Regions from separate parts of the Rattus norvegicus genome. Here region 2 is linked to region 1. Evidence: chromatin contacts called from public Hi-C data. All regions are on one chromosome and are shown on one strand. Each heading gives the region's core, a stretch centred on a gene start, on an enhancer-like site or on the middle of the called end of the contact. The rest is flanking DNA. Distances are from core to core; before and after follow the strand shown. Region 1 has its middle 45 kb from the start of F3. Region 2 holds the start of F3 (coagulation factor III, tissue factor).

Evidence for each region. A called contact is a pair of places that touch in the nucleus more often than the background predicts.
Region 2: a contact with region 1 is called in a Hi-C map of kidney, with 2.7 times the contacts expected there. The contact joins the promoter of F3 here to the enhancer-like site in region 1. A contact is called at or near these places in 5 of 12 Hi-C or Micro-C datasets (the A7r5 cell line, the Rat2 cell line, kidney and 1 more).

What each region holds. Positions count from the first base shown.
Region 1 is chr2:212,464,131-212,468,699 of GRCr8, reverse strand. No RefSeq gene overlaps it. Among named protein-coding and RNA genes, the nearest start is that of F3, 45 kb to the left of the region's middle. Within about 2 kb of position 1,594, at least 9 of the 93 cell types and tissues checked have an H3K27ac peak or open chromatin away from gene starts, as enhancers often do. A contact at or near this core is called in kidney and liver, where this site is marked.
Region 2 is chr2:212,509,068-212,513,316 of GRCr8, reverse strand. F3 (coagulation factor III, tissue factor) reads right to left here and starts at 1,545. Exons shown (of 6, transcript NM_013057.2): 1 at 1,362-1,545; 2 at 172-280. The coding sequence starts at 1,449. LOC102555482 (a long non-coding RNA gene) reads left to right here and starts at 2,428. Exons shown (of 7, transcript XR_005501253.2): 1 at 2,428-2,564; 2 at 3,031-3,147; 3 at 4,069-4,181.

The DNA.
Region 1 (4,569 bases), core at 345-2,844:
AAAACAGTGACTGGGGGACTTTCTGTGTTGGTTTCCTTTTTTAGTTGAAATGACTGTTCTGGTCCATCCCAAGGATCCTGACCATTTAGAAGCTAGCCAATCCTTTATTCAATACACATTATCTAAGTATAGACTGTGAGGATTGAGAGACAAAGCACATAGTTCCTTTGGTTGAACTTCAAGGTCAAGTATCGGGGAGCTGGTAAGACTAGGACAGTTGTGTGTGTGTGTGTGTGTGTGTGTGTGTGTGTGATTTGTTATTGATATTGGATGGTCTCTATAGTGCAAGCCCAAAGACATCAAGGGATCACCTGAGGGGGGCCCCAGAAAAGGTGTGAGAAAGTAAACGGTTCCTACAGATTCAGGAGCCACCTAAACAAAAGGTGAATGGAGAAAGGACAGCATGTGAGAAGTGTGCAAACAAAGATGGCTTGCTATGACGACTTATATTACCCACCTTTCCATCTTTCTGACCATGAAGATGGAAAGCACTCCCCCCGTCTGTCAGGCAGTGAGCTTTTTCTCCTTCCCCTAACCCCTAAGGTCTCACGTAGCCTACGGCTGACCTGGGATTCATTACGTGTAGCCCAGGATAACCTTGAAATTCAGATCCACCAGCCTCCACCTCGACAGTGCTAAGATTACAGGGCTGCACCACCATGCCCAGCGCTTAAGGCTCTGTGGATGGATCCCAGGTCTCCATACACGCTAGGCTAGCGCTCTACCATCTGAGCTATGTCCTGCAACTTCGTGGCAGTTCTGGTGAATGGACGGTGTGTAGAGGGGATGGGTGGGCCTGGCCCATAAGCAGGCTTTCAGGTGTCCTCTTTACCTAGTGCACGATTTTAGCTTGTTGAACCAGAGAAATCAGGTCACAAGAGAGCTCCTGTGTCCCCTGAAGTGATTCTCAGTGAGGGGGCAGCTAGTAAGGAACTGAGGCCAGGGAAGTGACCCTTCGCCAGCCCACCAGAGTTATGTGCCATGAGATAGCAACCATCGATCTGAAGGTCCTCCTGGCTCCGTCTCTCCCTTCTTCCAGCCTTCTGTCTCTAATGCCCAGACACCTCTGTCCCTGTCCTCTTTCTTGCTGTCCCTTCTTTGCTTTCCCTTCTCCTCTCTGGGGTTTCCCGCCCTCATATCCCTTTAGCCATGTTGTTGATTGCAGGCCCAGGGCAGAGGGCTCCAAGAGCAGTTACCAACCAGGTCACTGGTTTGAACCTGCCCAGTCAGTATAACCTTCAACAACTTTGTTCTTGGTGAGAGTTAAACATTCACTCAGAATTAGCTGCCAGTGTTTCCGTGACTATCAGCTCCTGCTCCTGCTCCTTTTAAGCTGGTTGCTGACTACAGAGGAGGAAAAAGGATCCAGATGAGGACCCTGTCTTCAGGCCCATTAGCCCAGGACCTCTCAGCAGGTCTGAAAACCAGTGGTAAAACCTGCAGCCCCGAGCTGCCTTTCCTTGCAGGCTCCGGCTTTTCCATTTAATGTTGGCCACACTCCACTGCGTGTGTCAGGCAACACGAGGGACACTGGAAGCTCAGTGTAGATGGTGCAAGGTGGGATTGCCACATCAGAGCTGAGGAACAAAAGAAAATGGCTCATGTGTGCTGGCCGAGGCATCCCAGGCAGCTGGCGAGCCAGCCAGCATGACACCTGTTTATACTGTGGCAAAGCTAATGGGTTCATGGGATTCCTTCTGTGACAGCTTTTATAAACAGACGGGCCTGCATCTTTTTCTGGGAAATGATGGGCGAATCCTCAGGCTTCCGTGGACAGCCCTGGAGTTACAGACTCCATGGAAGCAAAACACTGGAAAGATATTTTCCTGAGCTCTGGTGTGTATAGTGTGGTTTAGGCACAGAAATGGCAGCAGAGAGGAGAGTGAATAAATGATCTTTCAGGAAGGTAATCCTCAGAATAGAAAGGGATTTGAGGGAGGAAGAACGAGATCATCAGGAAGGGGTGTAGGAGGGGCATTTACTGGGTACCTTCTAGTCACTATTGCTGACTCTCAGATTCCATTGGAAACCTCGGGAAGATGGTTTTGTAACACTGGTACTCGGCCTGTGCAGAGCTGCATGTTCAGGGCAGTGAGAATTAAGGTATTTGCAGCCAAAGTTCAAGGTTCAGGCTAGTAGATCTTGTAGGTCAAAGGTCCAGGCCCACCTGCAGGTTGCTATCTTTTACCAATCAGGATATTTACAAAATATTTAAATAGATACTAAAAAGTTAACTTGATTGGTCCCATATAATACACACACATGTGATATGTGTATATGTGTGCATATATGACATATATAACATATGTGACATATATTTGTATGTATGTGACATATATATTTGTATGCATGTAAATACATACATACATACATACATACATACATACATACATACACACACACACAACCATGGCTCCATGCTGCCCCAGCCTTGAAGCACTTGACCCCTGAGATATCAAGGCTGGGGACTCTGTCCATCTGTCACTTTGTGATGAGACAAAAGGTGTCATGAAAACAAAGATGAGAACTCACCAGATTGTATGCCACAAAGACAGGCCAACACCGTCAGCATCTTAATCTTCAATTTCCATACCCCAGAATCATGAGAAAATAAAGTTCTGTTGTTTGAGTCTCTAAGGAGGAGAGGAGAACAATTTTACCTCTTTTCCCAAGTGGAGGAAGTAGGGTTCACAAAATCATGCACCACATACTAGTTCACACAGCCAAGAAAATCTGCAGTGAGAAACAGAATCTACATCCGTGTGAGGGTCTGAGCCAGAGTCCTGCTGCCATATCAGATGCAAAGCAAAACCTACATTGGCCCGCTCTGCTGCCGAGTTTTTCTTGACCAGCAGTGGCACAGACGGCGGTTCTGACTTTGGATTGTAGCATCAGTGCAATCTTTGTGTGTGGGAAAGTAGCATTGTGTGCTTAACAATAATTGTTATATATTTTATATTATAATTTTTAATAATTTATATTTGTTTTATAGTTTGTAATTTATATAATATATATAACTTAAAACTGTTTTATAGTATTCAAACTTCTTGGATCTTTACCATTTAATGTTGACCACACTGTTTAGGTACCATTATTAAGAGAGCTTTGGAAACAATGACTTAGTGCGATTGGTTGAAGGTTGGGCACATGACTAAGCTGGCCAATCAGAGCAAAGGGGCTCTAGAATGTTTGCTGCCCGGAAAGGAAGCTGGCTGATGCTCTCTTGTCGGGATTGCAGATCTGGTCAGAAGTGTTGGTGGCTACCTTTGCCTAACCGGGGAAAGCTGGTCTTAGTGTGGAGCCCATGCAGAGGAAAGTGCTCCTAGAGAAGAGGAAGGAAGCCAGGACTCTGACACATAATCTGGGCACACAAGTCCAGCAGTGTCAACGGCAGGCTCTCCTGAACATCTCATAAATCTGATCAAGCTTAAGATAGTTTCTGTCTCTTTATTTGGTTAAAAGTCCCCACTGTCAAAGGAAGTAGTCCTGAAGCCCATGATTCATCGCGGTGAACCTTACTGACCATTTCTGAATTGTGGCTTCTGGGAACACAAGAATCCAATCTCAAGAGCTTAAAAAAAAAAAAAACCAACAGCAAAGTCTTTATGTAGCGGTGAATAGTGATAAAGACAATAACTGTAGCGTCGGATTGAAGGCCTCACTACGAACTAAACTGTTGTTTTCCTTTCCCAGTCTCTCGGTGCAAAGGGTAGAGGAACCTTTAGAACCCGGAAGAAGAGAAAGGTGCCATTCGGAGACACTGTTGGAGAGGAGACAGGACCTTTGCAAGAAATGCATGTTGGGCAACATTAAATATGATGCTAGGCATTAGGTGAGAGGTCAGAAACGAAAACGGAGCCCTGGGGGATACACATGCAAGTGAAAGGAGACTGGGGCAGGGAGAGCCGGCCGGGGCTGGAACTGCACGTGCAGCTCACCCAGGGGATGGAGAGCAAGGTTTGGCAGACTGCTACGGCGTTTAACCTACTTAGCCCAGTGTTGTCCAAGGAAAAATACCCCACATAAAAATCATCTTCATATATGTTCATATTATTTATAAAAAAAAAAAAAAAAGCTGCCTTTGGCCAGTCTGATCATAGTACATTTTACTTTGTAAACAATTTCCAGCTGTCTGAGACGGGAGAATTTTTCACATGTAATCCAACAGGCTAAGTTTGGAATCAAAACAGCACAACATGTCATCCCAGAGGTTATGACTCAAATATCACATCAGAGCAGAGCCTTGTCAGCCTTGTGTGTATATCTAGGGTCTCGAGAGATTGTTTTGAGAAGGCTGCAGGCTGGGAAGGTCACCACAGGAACAGATCTTATGCCGATATGGAACGACTGGTGGAAACGTCTAAATAAGGATTTTCTTTTTCTTCCTGGCATGGGCATCATGGGCTAACCTCTAATTATACAGGAGAGCAGAGACAGAGAGATACATTGCATTTCTAAGTTAAATGCAAATGTTCTGGATTATCGCAACGGACCGACCACCATCGCTACTTCTCTTGAGAAGAGCCATGGCGGTGCTACCAGTGTTTGTCAGCAAAGTCCCCCCATACC
Region 2 (4,249 bases), core at 296-2,795, 45 kb before region 1:
AGGGACAGAGGGCACCTCACAACCCCACACACCCGTTCCTGTCGCATCAGTTTAAAGTATGGAAATGTTTCATCCGATGGAACATGGCAGTAGCCAGCAAATTACCATGAACACCCATTTGGTAAACAGCCTCATCCAACCACCTCTATTGGTGCACAAGACCTGGCTTACCTTATCTGAACAGTGTAGGTATAGTTGGTGGGTTTCGGTTGCCACTCCAAGATTGTCTTGAAATCAGTTGATATCCAAGTTAAATTAAACGCTTTCCCTGGAGGAGTGCCTGCAAATAAACACAAAAGATCTCTAACTGCATGCACTTCAGTGTTCTCCACCTCGGGCTAATGTCTAAAACACTTTCCCAGCCTCCGCCATCAAAGGGCACACATTTTTTTTGTTTGTTTGTTTCCGCTTTGTTTTCAGTCACAAAAGCTTTGCTCACTTGTAAAGAACAGAGGGTGACCCATATAGCCCTCCAGGCAACATCCACAGGCAATCCGTGGAAACAGCTGAAGATCCAGAGGTCCTTCTTTAAATGTTCATGGGAAAGCCCACTTTAAAACCGCACGGAAGGAGAATCCAAGGTGCCAGAGAGTCCCAGAATCTTCTGAAGCAGTCCGGCAGGAAGGGTTTGAGTAAGTTCGTTTGAAACAGGGCTCATCCGCCACACATGCACACGCACACGTGCACACAAACACACAGTCAGGAATGTGCATAAACGAAAAAGTCTAACCTGACCTTTCCCATTGTAATCTAAAATATCTTTACACCGAAATTCTCAGGGAGAGCAAGGCAGATGTGCGGCCCACGTGGCACCTGTCGCATGGTGGGATGCTATGCCATTAAAATACTGTCCAACGTCTCTTTTTGCAAGTCCCTGGGTTTCAGCCTCTGCCTCACCCCAACACTGGGTAGATGTGGGTATGCACTCTGTCTTGCCTGAGTTTACAACAGCGTTGCTTCTTAAACCAAAGGCCACAAGAGCGCACACCTTAACATCAAACCACGCGAAGCACGCCGACTTTGGCAAAGGCGGGCCCTGGAGCCCGCCACCTTCAAGGGCCCAATTTCCTAGGAAGCTCTTCCTTCAGAGTTAAAGCTGGAACCCCAGTTAATCCTATGTAACCACGGTGGATGCACAAAGCAGGCATCTTCAGCGGCGACAACAGCCGGGAGTCCGGGTACCAACTACCTTCCCTCCCTGAGTTCATTGAAACGCTCAAGGCTAGCGCAGCCGAATCCACAGGTACGGCGGGACACCTTGGCGTCCTCAAGGAACCAGAGCAGCCTCCCAGCCAGCCAGACCCATTCTTTGTCTCCCGCGGGCGGTGCACCCCGGGCTTCTCAGGATCAATGCCACTCACCTGCACCAGCGGCCACCTGAAGGAGAAGGAAGCCGAGAAAGGTGGGCGCGAGGGCCGCTAGGAGGCGCGGGCGCATGGGGATAGCCATGTCCAAGGGCTGCTGGCGAGGTCGCGGGGCTTCAGCAGAGGCGCGGAGGCTACGCTACACGAGCGATCAGACGGAGCGAGTGATGGGTACCGGTTGTACCCAGGCTGCCGGGGTCCGCGCGGGGCGCGTTATAAAGGGCCGCGCGGACACCGGCTCCTCTCCACCCCGCGCCGCCTCCGCCGAGGCTCGCGACTCCCCGCCCCCCGGGGCCCCGGTCACTCGCTTTCGCGGTGGGCGGCTCCCGGTCAGTCCACACCCCTGCTCCGCCCACTCCCCTCCCGTAGGAAACTCCGAGACCCCGAAAGGGGTGACTCAACCGTGATTCAACACCACCGCCGAGCACCCCTTCGGCGCAGGCGGATCCAGGTACTGCGGAGACCCAGGCTCCCGGGCTGTTCCCTGGGTGACCACCCTAGGTGGTTTGCTGGGGAGAAAGGAGTTGCGCTGTTGGAGGGACCTAAGTTGAAAGTCAAGGGAGCCTTACTTTCACTCTGCTTTCGATATACGCTGAGCCCTCAGCAGAGGATGTATCAAAACTCCTGGACTATCCCTGGTAGCCAAGGGCAGTTCCAAAGCCCAGCCTGAGCACCCGGTGGTTAGCAGAACATTCAGTCCCTTGGTACGCTGTACAGGGCGGTGCAATAAATGCACGTGTCTGCCATGGACAAGGCCCCTGGATTAGGTCTAAAGGCCACTGGGCTCCCCGACTCCCATTCCTGAAGTGATTGAGGAACTGCAGCTTGAAGCCTGGGAGAATTTGACCAAGACTTCAGTAGCCACGGGTTCCAGGAAGGCTGGTTCTTACGTTGAAGAGGACAGCAGTGGGTTGTAATGAATTCCTCCAAAGCACAGAGAAAGAAAAAAATGAAACTGAAAAAAAAAAACATTCGGACTTCCCAATTTGTTTATTTTTTTCCTTCCTAGACCCTGGGAATGAAACCTACCCATTTCAAGGACACCTCTGTCACTGAGCCTAGTGGCAGCCAGGTGTCACCTGCAAGCTTTGGATTTTCTTCATCTATTTCCTGGCTTCCCCTTCTAGGCTTTATTGGGAAGTTGGACCTGAGAATATCACTTATCCTACCGCTAGCACTTACTCAACATGGCGTCAGAAGGTTTCTTACCATTCCTGGTTGACTGTCCTGCTTATTCCTTCTTTTATGCCGGTGGTCCTCAACCTCGCTAATACTGGGACCCGCATACAGTGCCTCATGCTGTAGCGACCCCCAACCATAAACAATATTTCCATTGCTACTTCCTAATTGTAATTTTGCTACTGTTATGAATTGTAATGTAAATATCTGTCTTCCCATGCTTTATATACTTTCTTTCGTTCTTTCTTTCTTTTTTACTTTCCTTGAGTAAAGTCGATTAGGTCCACTTTGTAGGCTCTGAGAAGTGTAAAAAGTTACTAAGCTGTTGTCACACTCACAATGGCTTTTGGTTAGGCTTCCTGATGATGCCTGAGAATGGACAGGGCAGAACCTCTTAGCCTTTTACAATACCAGTCTTGAGGTCAGCTGGTCCCTGTGCTCACTGGCCTAATTATACAATGTAGCTCTATCTGTTCCTCTACTCCAGGGACTTTTCCCTCCTGACCTCACCTTCTCCTCCTCCCAATGGAGCAAAGGAAGATGGCATCAAGAAAACTGTTCAAGGAATGAGTTTTCCATCCACAGACAGAGGACACTGCAGCAGGTGTGGGAAACACTTGCAGTTTGGGGAAATTACTGTTCATAGGCAAGTGTCCTGTCGGCTATTCCTTAAAGCAGACATACACGAGGACACGTAAAGGGCTCGATTTTCCTTTTGCATAACTGGTGGTGTCATGTAGCTGATGAAGAGTCTGAAAATGACCAGGAAGTGATTTCGAGCCCTTCCTGTTCACATTTATAGAGCATGCTAACAGCGTTACCAATTCGATTTCATCAAGTAATTTACATAATTTCAATTGTGCCCTCACTCGTCAACTTCTCCATTTGAGCTTTTTGGGGGAGAGGGAGGATCCGGTCCCCCGCACCCCCTTAGCTCTTAGCACAGTTACCAGCCCCCAGTGGGTACTTGACATTTGAGTCAGTGAAGATCACCATGCAGCCTTGCTTGGTGCTGAAAGTTTTCATTACCATTCAAGAGATGAACTCTGTCACTGGAGTTTCTCTGTCTGGGAGCCAGGCATCGAGGGAATCTGATTGGTGAGAAAAATGCAAATCTATGGGATCCAAGAGCCTTGCTCCATAGCCAGCCCCAGCCAGCCCTAGCCAGCTCAAGGTGGCTGAGGGTCTTTCCAGTTTCTAGGACTTCTAACTGGAGAAGAGGTCGTTTCAGAGCGGAATGAAGAAGTTTGGGGGCTGCTTTCATTTTTCTAACAGCCTATAGTCGAGTGATTCAGAATCTGCTCAGTCATGGGATGCGACTGGTGTGACTGTTGGTAGCCAGGCTTAACAGGCTGTTTGGCATAAACTCCTCCAAACTTCTCTCTTCCCAGGAGAAGGGCAGGTTAAGATTTGTGGCAGAAGGTAAAACTGAAAGTAATTATTTTTAAAAGCCCGTTATACGCATGTGAGAGAGTAAAATAAGCAATTTAACTGTTCCCCCTCCCCAATTTTTTTTCTTTTTCAGGTAAAAGGCAAAATATGAGAAAAAGCCAGAGGAACCTCAGAGTTAGTGAGAACGAGGAGTTCTGAGTGGGGGAGAAAAAGTGACTCAGCAAAACCGAAGAAACATCTGGCAGGGTTAGTCATGGCGAAATTGGCCGTGGCCATGAAGAATTTTTGTGAAAATAATTATGTACTACCCAACA